2 separate regions of the Mus musculus genome follow, and region 2 is linked to region 1. Evidence: chromatin contacts called from public Hi-C data. All regions are on one chromosome and are shown on one strand. The core of a region is the stretch at or near the end of the contact, and the rest is flanking DNA. Distances in the headings are between cores, read along the strand shown.

Region 1 (6,542 bases), core at 1,532-4,031:
TGGTTGCTTGCCTGACAGAACTATTTGGCAAACATAGTCCACCAATTTTATTAAGTGTAGGGACCTGAAACACTAATCTCTTTGGAGCATATTTGAATTTTGTTCTAAGTGAGTTGCACCTCTTGGAGACTTGCACATTATCTTTATCTCGGTGACTAATTAGGACTCGCTTGACAATTTCATATTTACAATGATTATGAAGTAGGAATCCTTTTTCTTGTTCAGACTGTTTGTCATGAATACTGTATAGTAATAGTTACATTGAAGACATAGAGACTCCCACAATATGATTGAGTGGCAGCTTAAGTTTAAGCTGAGTAAACGTGAATGGTATCAAGATGTCTCAATAGAGGGGCAATTATTATCCACTTCTCATGCCATCACTAAAAACAACAAAATAACTGTTCATTCAAGTCATTATATCAGCCATATTTTTAAATGTACTAACAATAAAGTCACTAAAAGTTGGCTTGATTGAAAATGTCACTCCTCATTCCAATCAAACAAATTCAGAATTCTCTTTTTCTCGGGCAAACACTTTCATGATTCCAGGTTGAGGATCAAACCTTTACAGTTAAATATTGTACAGTATTTTGTTACTAAAGCAATACCAGAATACTCTCTAAAGAATCAGCAGGACCTATTGTTTGAGGGTATTGCTAGTAAAAAATGACAAGGGTGGATACTGGGACATTGATCCAGAGGTTGTTGGAAGAAGCTATTTTGTACCACATATGTATAATTGTATGTTAAATCATTAAATATCATTGTTTATTGCTTAGAAATAATTCCTTATGAAAATACATTAAACGTTTGCCCCTTGTTAAGGTCCCAGTTTGATTAATAAACAAATCTTCTGGTATAGTAAACCCAAAACATAACAATGTTGTTAAAAGATTCACCTTTGTAGTGGGATGTTTTCTAAAGTGCCACTTTCAGCAAACACAGTTTCTTTCGATATACATGTATAACACAAACTAAAGAATTGATGCAATCATCCAAATAATTCAAGGGTAAAATACATGTGCTTCAACTATTTATTGCAAGGAAAAGTGAAGGATTTAGCATGAACTGTACAAAGGACTGTCTTGATTTTCTTCACTTTTCATGTGCAGACCTAGTTTACAATAATATTTGTCAACATTTGAAACTTATACATATATAATGCTGAAGTATCTCTCCACAGAAGATGACCACCACTCTTCTCATAGCAATGATTTATACTCTTTGGTTGTACTCATGTTTAGTTGAGTTAGACTCTGTGTGTGTGTGTGTGTGTGTGTGTGTGTGTGTGTGTGTGTGTGTGTGTGTGTTGTGTGTGTGTGTGTGTGTGTGTGTGCGCGCGCGTGTGTGTACATGTGTATGTGTGCAAATTAAATTGAGGTAAAACTAAATAGACTCATCATGTTCATTTATTAACTGCTTGGTTAATAAATAGATTCATATAAATGATACATTAAGTTTCAGAAAAGAGGTTCTTTAATATAGCCTTTCTAAAATTTTATTAATAAATATTTCTGAATATAGCCATAAATTAATTTGTATACATTTACATTTATAGTGAAATAGAAAAACTTTTGAGAGATGTTCTATATTGTACACATTTAAGACTGTTTTACAGTTAGTAAAACATCCATAAAGAAATCAAATATCAGAATTCATTTTCAAAAGTTTCATTGACACAATAAAAATTCAAATATGTGTCAGATTTTACACTGTTTCTTCCATGTTCCACATAGATGACATTTGAATTATTCTACCTTTTGTTTATTAAATGTACAAAGTATATTTTCAACCCATTTGAAAACTCTCTTCTGTTTATTAACACATGAGGACTCTTAGCTCTCTCCTGGGTTTACATAATTTCAACTTGCAGTCTTTACTTTAGCCACATAGAAAAGCATTCCAGAAAGAAGAAAGCAGCTGGTCATGTTTCTTCATCCTGGTACTGTGTCAGAACATGTTTTGTTCAATACTAGAAATTAAATCTTGATTCAGTTAAAATATCACTAGCAAGTTGGACTATAAGTGTTTTACTGGACAAACAGTGTCTAAATATTAAAAGACATCCAAATATTGTTTAAATCTATTTAGCCATGAAAATGAACTTTATGGGTTATATATTTAGCAGATGGGCTCATGTGAAACATTCATTTGTAATTTTCTTGTTTTGTAAAACATTATGCAATTGAAGCTTACAGTATGACCAAAATTCACTCTATCCCCATAGAAACACATGGAACAGAAACAGAATTAAGCATCTCAGAGTATTTTACTTCCCCAATGTTGTTTTAATTCGTTCAGAAAAATCAAATGTCTGTCTTTAAATTTATTTATGAAAACTCAACTTCCAGAGTCAAATGAATACATTTTATATAAACACTGAGCGAGGCCTTGATAGATACTTTCCTTTGGAAATGCTAAGGAGCAAAATATAATAATTTGGTGGCAAACATCTGTCTGTTAATCATATAAGATAAATTCATAAGAAATACAGGAAAGATATTTATTTACTGTTACTGCTAAGCCAGTCTTTATTTATCTTGGAAGATTTTTCATCTATGAGTGGAAAACAAACTTTCCTTCAAGAGGTCTGTGAACCGAATAATAAATGTCAGGTCTAAATCCTGTATGAAAATCAGTCCGGTTTAATCCTGGATATTCCTCAGCATGCAAATGAAGACTAGAGGTTTCCCTGGGCCCGCTGTCATACAGGCAGCCAATTTACAGACCCTGGCACAGTGTATGTGTTATGGGCTCAGCTGCCCCTCCCCCTAGCCTAAGACTTGGTCTCAGCTGCCTGCCTTTCACAGAAAACCACAAACCAAGGAAACATATCAGTAATAGCGCCCTGTAAATTAACTTGACATTTGATGCAGAAAAAACCCTAAAAGCTTACAAAAGACATTGAAAACAAAAGCCACTCAGGACTCACACTACATATATTGTGGATTTAAGAGATCTGGAAGGTGGTTATTCTATTGTAACCAACATATACAGCCTTCTTCTTCTTTGTTAAGACAATTCAGTCATTCTTTGTTACAAGCAGACTATCCGTCAAACAAGAAAACAATGTTTTCCACAAAAACTACTTAGAAGTCCAACTAGTATTATAATCATTATTCAATCAGTGACTGAATTTACATTAAAAATTAAAGTTACGCATTCCTACTGTTTAATAAGAAGATAAAATGTGGGTATATGTTTCCTCAAGAAATAGGACATATTAATGCTTCTAACATGTAAATAATGTAAGACTCATTGCAAAATGGTGTGAATATTACTGAATATGGGATATTTACAAATATTGTGTGTCTTAAAATTGTACCATTCAAGGGATTTCATTCTCCTCATGCTTCAAAAACTCCAAATGCTTTCTATAACAAATATAGATATATGCATATACAGAGATATATAGATACATACACATAAACACACATATGCATATATATGTATATATATGTGTGTGTGTGTATATGTGTGTGTGTGTGTGTGTGTGTGTGTGTGTGTGTGTGTGTGTGTGTGTGGTTCAAAGGAGGACTGTTGATAAAATATTAAATGGTTCTTTGACATCAGCTGTGGCATGAGGCTAGAGCAAGGCACAGAACACATTTAAGCCATTAGACATGCAGGAATGTTACCATTATTATGCAGTATTGTGTCTGGCTATGCCTGCCTCTCTCTCTCTCTCTCTCTCTCTCTCTCTCTCTCTCTCTCTCTCTCTCTCTCTCTCTCTCTCTCTCTCCTCCCCCCAATCTCTGTCTCTTTCTCTCTCCTTACCTCCCTCCCTCTTTTTTTTCTTATACCCTCCTCCCAACCTTCTACGACTTTCTCTGTACTCTCCCTCCCTCAGCAGGGCTTGCTATACTGAACATTACAAATTCTGGTCTTAGAGTCTACAAGTACAGAACCACACTAGTGAAAATGCGTAATCTTAGCATCTGTGCTTTTTGATATTCATGGATTTATTTACAAGTCCCTGTGTTCCACTCTTTTCGCCCTTTCTACGGCTTATATTACTGTCATGCCTATATTCTTGTGGGAATTTCAAATAAGAATCAAGATATACTTGGCAAATGTTCTATAATGTTGTGTGCATCTCCATAATTTAGTTGTTTCTTAAACAGGAAAAAATTTAAAAAGGTTTATGGATTTATGGATATATGAAGAGTATTTTGATTGTTTTTTTAATACTTTAACTGCTCAAGGTTTGGCTTGTAACAATGGATGTAATAAAATAAATTTATGTACATATATATGCTTGTGTATATGTAAATACACCTAAAATAAAAAATTTCATAAACCTGGGTCAAATTTACTAATTAAGCTCACTATATTCACATTTGGTAGCATTTAAGATATTTCACAGAAAGGTTCAAAGGTAAAAGTTCAGCATTTTATCCCTCGTCTAGATATAACACTTAAATATTTACAAAGCAAGGAGTAGTCAAGCTCCTGTTACCCTAGCCCTCAGCATACAGACCAGACACATCCCTGCATGCAGCTCATTTAACAGAAGCCCTCTAGAGCACATTACAAGTGCAAGAAGATTTGTTTTCTTTTCTGTTTGATATGAAGAAAATGATTTTGAATAATTTAATTAGCACCATAGCCAGAAATTTCACTTAATTTACAATAATCTTCCTCTAGTAGATATACTCCTCTAACATAAAAGAATTTCACCTTGAAATTATCAATGCATTTGTTTTTTTAGAGATTAATATTCACTACTATAATATAAAATTGAAATCATAGAAGTCCATGTGTATGCTTTACTGTTTATAGCTCCAATTTAATTACTATATGTTAAGCTACCTGGACAGTGAAATGAATTTATGGATATGTTTTGAGACAGTAATATTTTGGAACAGCATAAGAGAAAAAAATGGGATTGTGAGGACATTGCATTCAATGGTCTCAATGCTAATATTCTTGGCAATTCATACTCTAGGGAGAGAAAATGTTAAATATGAGAACATTATGATAAAGGCTTGTTATCGTCCTAAAGTGTAGGGTGTATAAAACACTCACATTTTCACGTGTATAGTTATAACATTTGCTAAGCAGCATAGATTATTAAGAAGATTCATTCCTTTTTTGGAAAAGGAGGGGAGAAATTTACAGACAAGCACTAAGCTATTCTGTTTAACACAACTCTGTCTAGTTGATTGTAAAGTACATCTGTAGTGTTTTTCCAAAGTCCCACACCAACAGCAAATAATTTACAGCTCAAAGTATTTTTTAGCAGATACTCATTTTATTAAGAGTCAATAAGGTAGGTTGTACCGAAAGATATCCATGCATTTGCAATTCATATTGTTGCTGTGTTTCTATTGTGTTCTGAGCTTCCATCATGGCTGGGAGATGGGAAGCTGGCATGCAGTACACAAGCGGAAGACAGAAAGCCCCAAATAAAGACTTAGAGCATTTTCCCTAATTATGTCTAATTATGACCACCTTTCTTACCATGCCCCTACCACACTGGGGCACAGGAGTGGAAAGTGATAGGAAAAGGATTATTATAAGTGCAGATCAGATTCATACTTAGCAACATTAGTGATTATTTTGGTCTAGAGGATGATGTTTCGTGCTGGACTGCCAAGCGCCTCAGTCTACCCATTCAAAGAGATGACAGAAAATGAATCTGAAAGTGCAGGCATTAAACATTTAAATTCTCTACTCTCTGGTCATTATACGACTGTCATATTTTACACCTTCCCCTCCCCCTCCCTGCTTTTGCTGATTTGACTTCATTTACATTGGCTCATTATGCATCTGGTCTTTGTTCTACTGAAAGGGACACAGTACAGTGACAAAGCAAAACTAGGATGTCGGCTGCAATAATTTTTCTGATTTAAAAATTAGGTTTCAGTACTTAAATTTACATTTAATTCCCCAACACTGTTTAAACTGGAGGTGAGATTTTTTTTCATATGTGATAATTATAAAATATATGCAGTGATTTTAAAAGTACTTCAAATTACCTGAAAATGTCATTAAGAAATGACATTTAAGATCTTTTATAACAAATATTCTCCTGCTCTGTAGCCAAGATTATCGTATTATAAGCATTAAGTTGTTCTTTCCAAGCTTGCCTGGACCACTATGTAGGCCCAAGAAACAAGGTTTTATCTATTTTATATTAACTTCATTGTTTAGATCAGTCCCTTATGGACCTTATTTTAATATATCAAACAACAAAGGTAATATCAATCCTTAAAAAAAAAATTCCTGCTTTCCATTTCTTGCAATTAAAAAAGAGTTTCTGATTTACAAACCAAATTTTCATTAAAGGGAAGTCCTAGCTGACCGATCACACAGAAAAATATGAAAGTTACATTGAGCTTTAAATGTCTATCCTCATGAGAGTGAACACAATCTTTTCATTTGTTACAACCAATGGAGACATGGGATTAATCTAATACAGCCTAATTAAATACCCATTCACACATGAGGGTTTTAATGGGATAGTGGTAAGAATGCTACTTTGTATTTCAGTTATATTTGCATTTATTTGTGGTGGGACAACAGATGATTTTAAA
Region 2 (6,542 bases), core at 2,472-4,971, 120 kb before region 1:
TCCTTTTCTATTTTTTTTTTTTTGTAACAAACCAATCTAGACAAATTTAAGAGTAGATTTTTAAAGTCATAAGTACACTTTTATGCTTCTATGATTTAGGTATTTTTTTATAATTTAGTTTTGATAGGAAACTAACTTAATTTTCTCTGAACAACTTGCATTTTCAGTTTCTTCCTTCAACCTTCCCCCTTAAGTTCAGAACACACAGAGCATTTGAATAGAAAGAATCACTCATTTTCCTCTTCAAAGCAGAGAATCAGTTTGGAAACAAAAAACAAATCAAACCTTACACAACTGATCCTGAGTTTAGTTAAGATGAGTTTCTCGGCAGCTATAGGATGGAGGGGCTTAGCTAAGTTTACTTGGCCATTAGTTTTGTATTTGTTCCTATGTACGGTTAATGTCATTTCATGTAAACTTTCGCAAGCAGCAGCAGTTTTAAAACACATAATTCTGAAAGCATTGGGACATGAGGTCAATATGTACTCTTCCTTGGGATAAACGCTGACCAGAAGACACCAAGCATGTCAGTCATAAATCCATCCTCATTACCATAAAGCAACATTTCATCCAAACAGTCTAAATAAACTAAATTGCTATTGAAAATCTATTAGCAATACCACCCATGCTTCCTAAAATGCTGTTCTGCCCTTATTTAGTTTTGACTCTCATAGAATGACAGGACTGCACACATTGTCTTGTGTCACCTTAAAGATTATCAGTGAGCTAGCATCCACATTCCTATTATTTTAGAATATTTATTCAATTTCAAAATGTTTATTTTCCTAAATTTAAACATATTTAATATGCACAGGCAATTAAATCCTTTAATATCATTTTCTAATGGGCTGACTGTAATGAGTTTATTCTGTAGGAAAACAAATGGAAACATTACAACCAGTTCATTTCAGTTTATATGGCCTATAAGAAAGATTTATTTGAGGTAAAGAGAAATTGCCTTCAGAGAATTAGTGAATGAGTTTCATTTTCAGTATAATATCAAAAAGATAATAGTAATAGTTACATGAGAAGGCATTTTTTTGGGTAAGAGAATTCATAAATTTTTCCAATTGGGTCTTTTTTGTCTTTATGACTGACAAAGATCTGAGGGATGCTATTGTTACTGTCATATTCTGTTGACTATATACCTAAATTTCTTTTCAGCCTAACATCAAAATTTGAATTGACATCACAAACTGTCAATTATCTTGAGCACCAACTTGTGTGGGCTACAAAAAGTATTTATTCTAAAACAGCACGTATTCCACCATAGAATTCTCATAGAACAAAACATTTTCATCTTAAAAAATAAGAGATCAGAAGCTGTTAGCTTGTTCTGTATGTAGACATTTGAGTTAAGTTGGTGTGAAGCTTATTTCATTTTTTAGTTTTCTTTTCTTTCATCCCTTGATTTCTTTTCCCTTTCTCCCTGTGTCCCTCTTCCTTTTCTTCCTCCCTTTCCTTTCTTGTTTTAAATGGATGGACTTCTAATCCTCCTATCTCCATCTGCCAAGAGATGGGATTACACTCAATTCAAGATTTCTTCCTGGTTGCTTCAGTTTCTAAAAATATGCTTAATCTCTGTATTTTGTCTGTCTGATCGGTTAGGTTGAGATGCTGGAGAATGGGCTACATGTGGTAGTGAAGCACTTTACCAATGAGCCACATTCATCCTTTCGTTTTTCATTTTTAAGACGTCAACATATTGAATAAAAGCCTTTATATCTTAACAGAAAGGCCACAATAATTTTTCCCAACAAATGAATTCCACCTTCAGGTCTATCCATTTGAATCAGTTGATAAATTAGTTTATATTAAAAACAAAACAAAACAAAACAAAACAAGTGTTTGCCTACTAATCCTAAGATTCCAAGATTTAAACTTTTTAACCATAATTTCATTGTTTTAAACAAATCTGTGGCCGAAAGATGTATTAAATTTGCTTTTCTATTGCTGTTGCTTTGGTTTGTACATTTATTAAAAATCAATGCAACAGAAATTATCCTGCCTGATCCTGGTCTCTATACCATACCAGTTACCACTGAGCCTTACATTCCAGACTCCAGGGTTCTAGATATATCTGATTTGTATCCAAGGCCTAGTTTAGAGAAAGCAAAATTTTGAATAATTGTGGGAAATATGAATTAAAGAATACCAGACCTAATAATATATTAGAATAGATCTTCCCTGGTAAATAGAGGATTGTAATAGTTCTAAGAATGGAATTTAATACATGTTTTTCCCTATCTCTTGAGCTATTCTGAGCATTACTGAGAATCATCACAGAGCACACAGAAGATTCTAGAAGAAAGATAAGTGTGAGCAAACCTAAGTGTGCTAACTGACATGCAAATTATGGTACTCCTTCGGCTCTAATTTATGTTTTTCAAAGATTCTTACAACATCCATTTCTTTCTATCTTCTGAACAAAAATAGCTATGACTTCTTTGCAAAACATGAGAATCTCCTCACTGCCTTAGGCCTGTTTACCCACAAGCTCGTTTTCAAGGGACTATGTGAATTTCTTTGCAGTTACCCCAGTTACCCTAGTTGGAACTGAATTTGATTAATATTATCAAAATGAAAGTGGCAGTTATGCTCGGTAGTTAATAATTTGGCTGTTCATAATGTTATAGAAGCTCATGATCATACATGTGTGTCAGGAAAGAGATCATATATTGAAACACTTCTATTGAGATCCTCTTTGGAGAGGAACAGAGGCATCCCCTCGACTACATGATTCCATTTTCTCCTTAGAGGCAAACACCAGTGCCAGTTTCAATCCTGACATCAGTGCTCTTAAGAAGATCTCAGGGCCGCCCAAGTGCATGTTTCTTGGCCACCTGTATCTGTCCAAGAAAATGCCCTGGAGTGAGCAGGCTTCATTATGGCCTTGGCAAAACACCAGCATGCACCAGCTGCATGGGGGACTGCTCAGCCCCCTGCCCAGAGAAGAGGAATATAAGTCGTCAGTCTTCCTTTATGGGTTTTCATTAACTCTCTTCTAATCTATAGCATTAATTCTTGGACTTCTGGGAAAACAGAGTTCTCTAATCCGAAAATCTTAAAGGCAAACATCTTTCTTTTCAAATCTACTTCTGGAATCTTTGGCCTTTGAAAGTAACATTCACAGCAGATTTAAAATATCCACTATTTGCACAGGACAAGGCAATGGTTCATCTTTCCATCCAGTTACCTGTTATCTGAATGCACCAAATTAGCTAGGGGGACCAGCATGGGGGGCAGGGTGGGAATCTGTTACTTCAGTTAGATTTACAGGGACTCCTTGTAAACAGGGTGCTAAAAAGTGTGCTGGATTTTTTTTTAACCTTTTGTGACACACAACAGAGCTGTGAAATCAGTGAATTAAATAGTTCCAGTCCCCTGGGCATACATGAGCAATGGCATAAAATAGGCAGCACCCATTAGAACATTACTGTTACGGAGCAGATGGACAGCTTCAGGTTCAGTCCTTTGTCCTTACTTCAGAATGGGGCCGGACTGGGAAACGACTGTAAATTTTCTCAAAAGAGATGAATAGGAAAGCTGTTAACTTTTTTCTTATTTAAAAAAAAAGAAACCTGGAAAAAGTCCAAATTACACATTTTGCAGCTCTGACTGCAGTTCTTCAGCGTTGCTGCAAAACATCTGTAGGTGGCTAAGCGCTCCCCACCTCCTTTCCCAAAATGGAATAGCTCATTCCCGGCATGCTGTCCAATGCCTGCAAAGACATATGTTTACCAAACCAGTCCACGACCATATGTGTGCCGCAGTTTCTCCACAGCGTACTGCACGTGAGTTGATTGGCTTAACACACGAGATGCAGAATGGAGATGCAAGCAGGATTGGAGATTGAGAAGGAAGGAAAATGTGGGAGCAATAAAAAAAAAGAGGAGAAAGAGGGCGAGAATTATTTTTCATTGTACTTTTCAAGCATGCTCCCTTTGCGGTAAATGTTGATGAGAAAATTCCCAGTCATATCATAGCAGTTTTCCTACAATGCAGAAAATTCAAGCACAAATTAGATGATCTATGTCCTTCAGATGCTTGAACTTCTAATCATCCTGAAGCTTATTCATACGATAAATGACAAGTTTATCTAATGAAACAAACCATTTGAGTTTTAATGTTAAAGTCAGATCTAGGATGTTTAGTACATTTTGAAAATTTTCAATATAGAACCTCAAATGCAACATATTCTTGCTAGAGCCAGGAAATAATTCTATCCATCAAAGAGGGAAAAAAATCATAACTTTTTATATAGTTCTTAGATCTATTTAAATAGTTGTGAACTCTAAAATGATTCTTTATAATAATAAAAATACATTTTAGCAAAAATGAATTTCTGTATAATATTTTATTCAAAAGTTTTTGTTCTGTACATTTAATTATTTAAATAAAACATCAATGAGACAAATTGCTGGTCATGCATGTCTTCTAAATATCGATATGCAAAGATTAATAAACTGAAATATATGTTTTATTTTAAAAGGGCTTTATTAATGAAAAATAAGGTATGCCTTTTGAAAAGTAAAGAACTTAATATAAATATCTAATATGAAGCTAGTATGTTTAATGAGTAATTACAGTACAAAAATGCGTGAGAATTTACCAAGTTTCATCTCTCCTCCTTTTTTCTAACATTCAGAACTATTTATAGTCAGTTTATAGATTTAGACAAAGCTTCGAAATAGCTAGAATGCCTCACTACAAGCAACTCTCTTAGGTTTCTGTAGGATTTACAGTTTACCCTTTGAATAGATGCCCATACTTAATACATTTTAACTTCTTCCTTTTAATTTCATTACACCAGTTACAAAAATGAAAGAAAACATCTACTACTGCTCTGGTATGTCGCAGTGTTGTCATGGTCCACAAGCCAGGTGCATCCCTTCTACCTGGAAGGAAATAAAAAACCATCTGGAAGAACATATTAACCTGCAGTGTTGATGGCTTCAGAGAACCAAAGCAAATAGTTTGTGATTTAAAATAATTTGCATTCTCAGAAAAAAAGAAAGCTAGACATGAAGTCTTTTGCATGGGTCTAACACTTTGAAGACATTTAACACTATAATTTCTGACCTTCCCTACTTTCCTACTGTGTTATATTGTTAATAGATGCAGTGGTTTGGATAACCAGTTCCTTATTTGTGATGAACTAGCAGGTACTCCACAAGGGTCTTCAGACAGATGGTGGGGCAGAATCCTTTGGTTTCTATATAGGTATTTCAGTGGATATTTGGTGGATCACTTTCCATGTCACAGTGTTAAGTTGTTTCAGAGTCTTGTTTTTTTCTTGTGATTTTTGTTTTGTTTTATCCCCCACCCCCACCCCTGCCACTAACTACTAACTTCCTTTTTATTGCTTTCAATGCCAATTCTGCTATGCATTCCTGGAAAAAAGTTATTATTTCATTGAAGTGAAAATAGGATTATTTAATAATAGCAAATCAATGTCTTATGGTGATAAAGGGATAGTGATTTAACCTTTATCTGGGCATTTCAAGGCAGAGAAAACAGAGACTTTTTCAGGCTGGGCTGCAATTCCATGCATTAAGTTTCAAAGGAATAAAAGTCTGTTTTCCAGTGCATTTACCAACTCCTAGAAAGAGACAAAAGTAAAGATTTTTATACGCCCAGTGATTTCCATGGGGGAATATTTTGTTGATAAATCTATGAAAATCATGCACATTTCTCCTTCACAGGCACAGGAGGTCTCAAGGCAGCTTAGTTTACACATATAGGTTTGTTGTTTACCCCTCAAAATTATATTGATGGATATAAACTCTGTTTAAGATAATATATAAATTCAGATAATTTTGCAAATTATTATTTAACAGCTTAAAATTGCAACCTATTGGATTAAAACTGTGTGAAGTTTGTGCTACTTTTCATGATCTTTCTCTAAATCTTCCAGAATAGAAAATCAGTCTGCAATATTAGAGACGAGAAATACGCTTACAACTCTGACAAAAGCAAAGCGTTACTTGGAATACAGACCCAAGTCGAAAAGATTTCAAAACAAATTTGGATCTGAGATGAAACTGCATGCCAAAATGCAGACTGGTTACTACCAACCACAAATGGGGTTTTCTCAGCTGAATCTCTAAAAGTTGCTGGGCACAGGCCTACCTGAGAACCTCTGAGGCCCTTATCAGGACTGTCTGTTTCTACTCCCCAGACACACGTCTCTGACCTTCTCAACTATTTTTACAATTGTGAGGGAGTGGGGCTCTAAAATTCGAGTTCAGTGTACAGAGAGTTAATTTAAATTTGATAACAAATGGCTCTGCTGCAGAAATGAATGCAGCCTGGCAACTTCAACAGGGAACCCTTCAGAGGGCCTCAATTATGTATGCAGCTTCTTTGAGAAATAGTTTCACACATCTGACCCAAAGACCACTATGTTGTTGCCATGAAATAAAACTGTACGTCTGCATTGTTTCATTTCTGGGCCCTGTACACAGTGCCAGACTCGAGGACTCCCCCACTCTGCGCATGCGTGTTCACATGCTCGCACAAACCCCTTTATTATCGTTCTG

Evidence for each region. A called contact is a pair of places that touch in the nucleus more often than the background predicts.
Region 2: a contact with region 1 is called in a Hi-C map of cerebellar granule neurons, with 4 times the contacts expected there. The contact joins two enhancer-like sites. A contact is called at or near these places in 10 of 484 Hi-C or Micro-C datasets (brain, cerebellar granule neurons, cerebellum and 4 more) and 6 of 115 datasets of contacts at active chromatin or transcription factors (astrocytes, embryonic forebrain, embryonic hindbrain and 2 more).

Annotation. Positions count from the first base shown.
Region 1 is chr13:83,865,345-83,871,886 of GRCm38.p6, reverse strand. No RefSeq gene overlaps it. Among named protein-coding and RNA genes, the nearest start is that of Gm52045, 15 kb to the left of the region's middle. Within about 2 kb of position 2,781, at least 36 of the 459 cell types and tissues checked have an H3K27ac peak or open chromatin away from gene starts, as enhancers often do. A contact at or near this core is called in brain, cerebellar granule neurons, cerebellum and 4 more, where this site is marked.
Region 2 is chr13:83,985,075-83,991,616 of GRCm38.p6, reverse strand. No RefSeq gene overlaps it. Among named protein-coding and RNA genes, the nearest start is that of Gm17750, 76 kb to the left of the region's middle. Within about 2 kb of position 3,721, at least 68 of the 459 cell types and tissues checked have an H3K27ac peak or open chromatin away from gene starts, as enhancers often do. A contact at or near this core is called in brain, cerebellar granule neurons, cerebellum and 4 more, where this site is marked.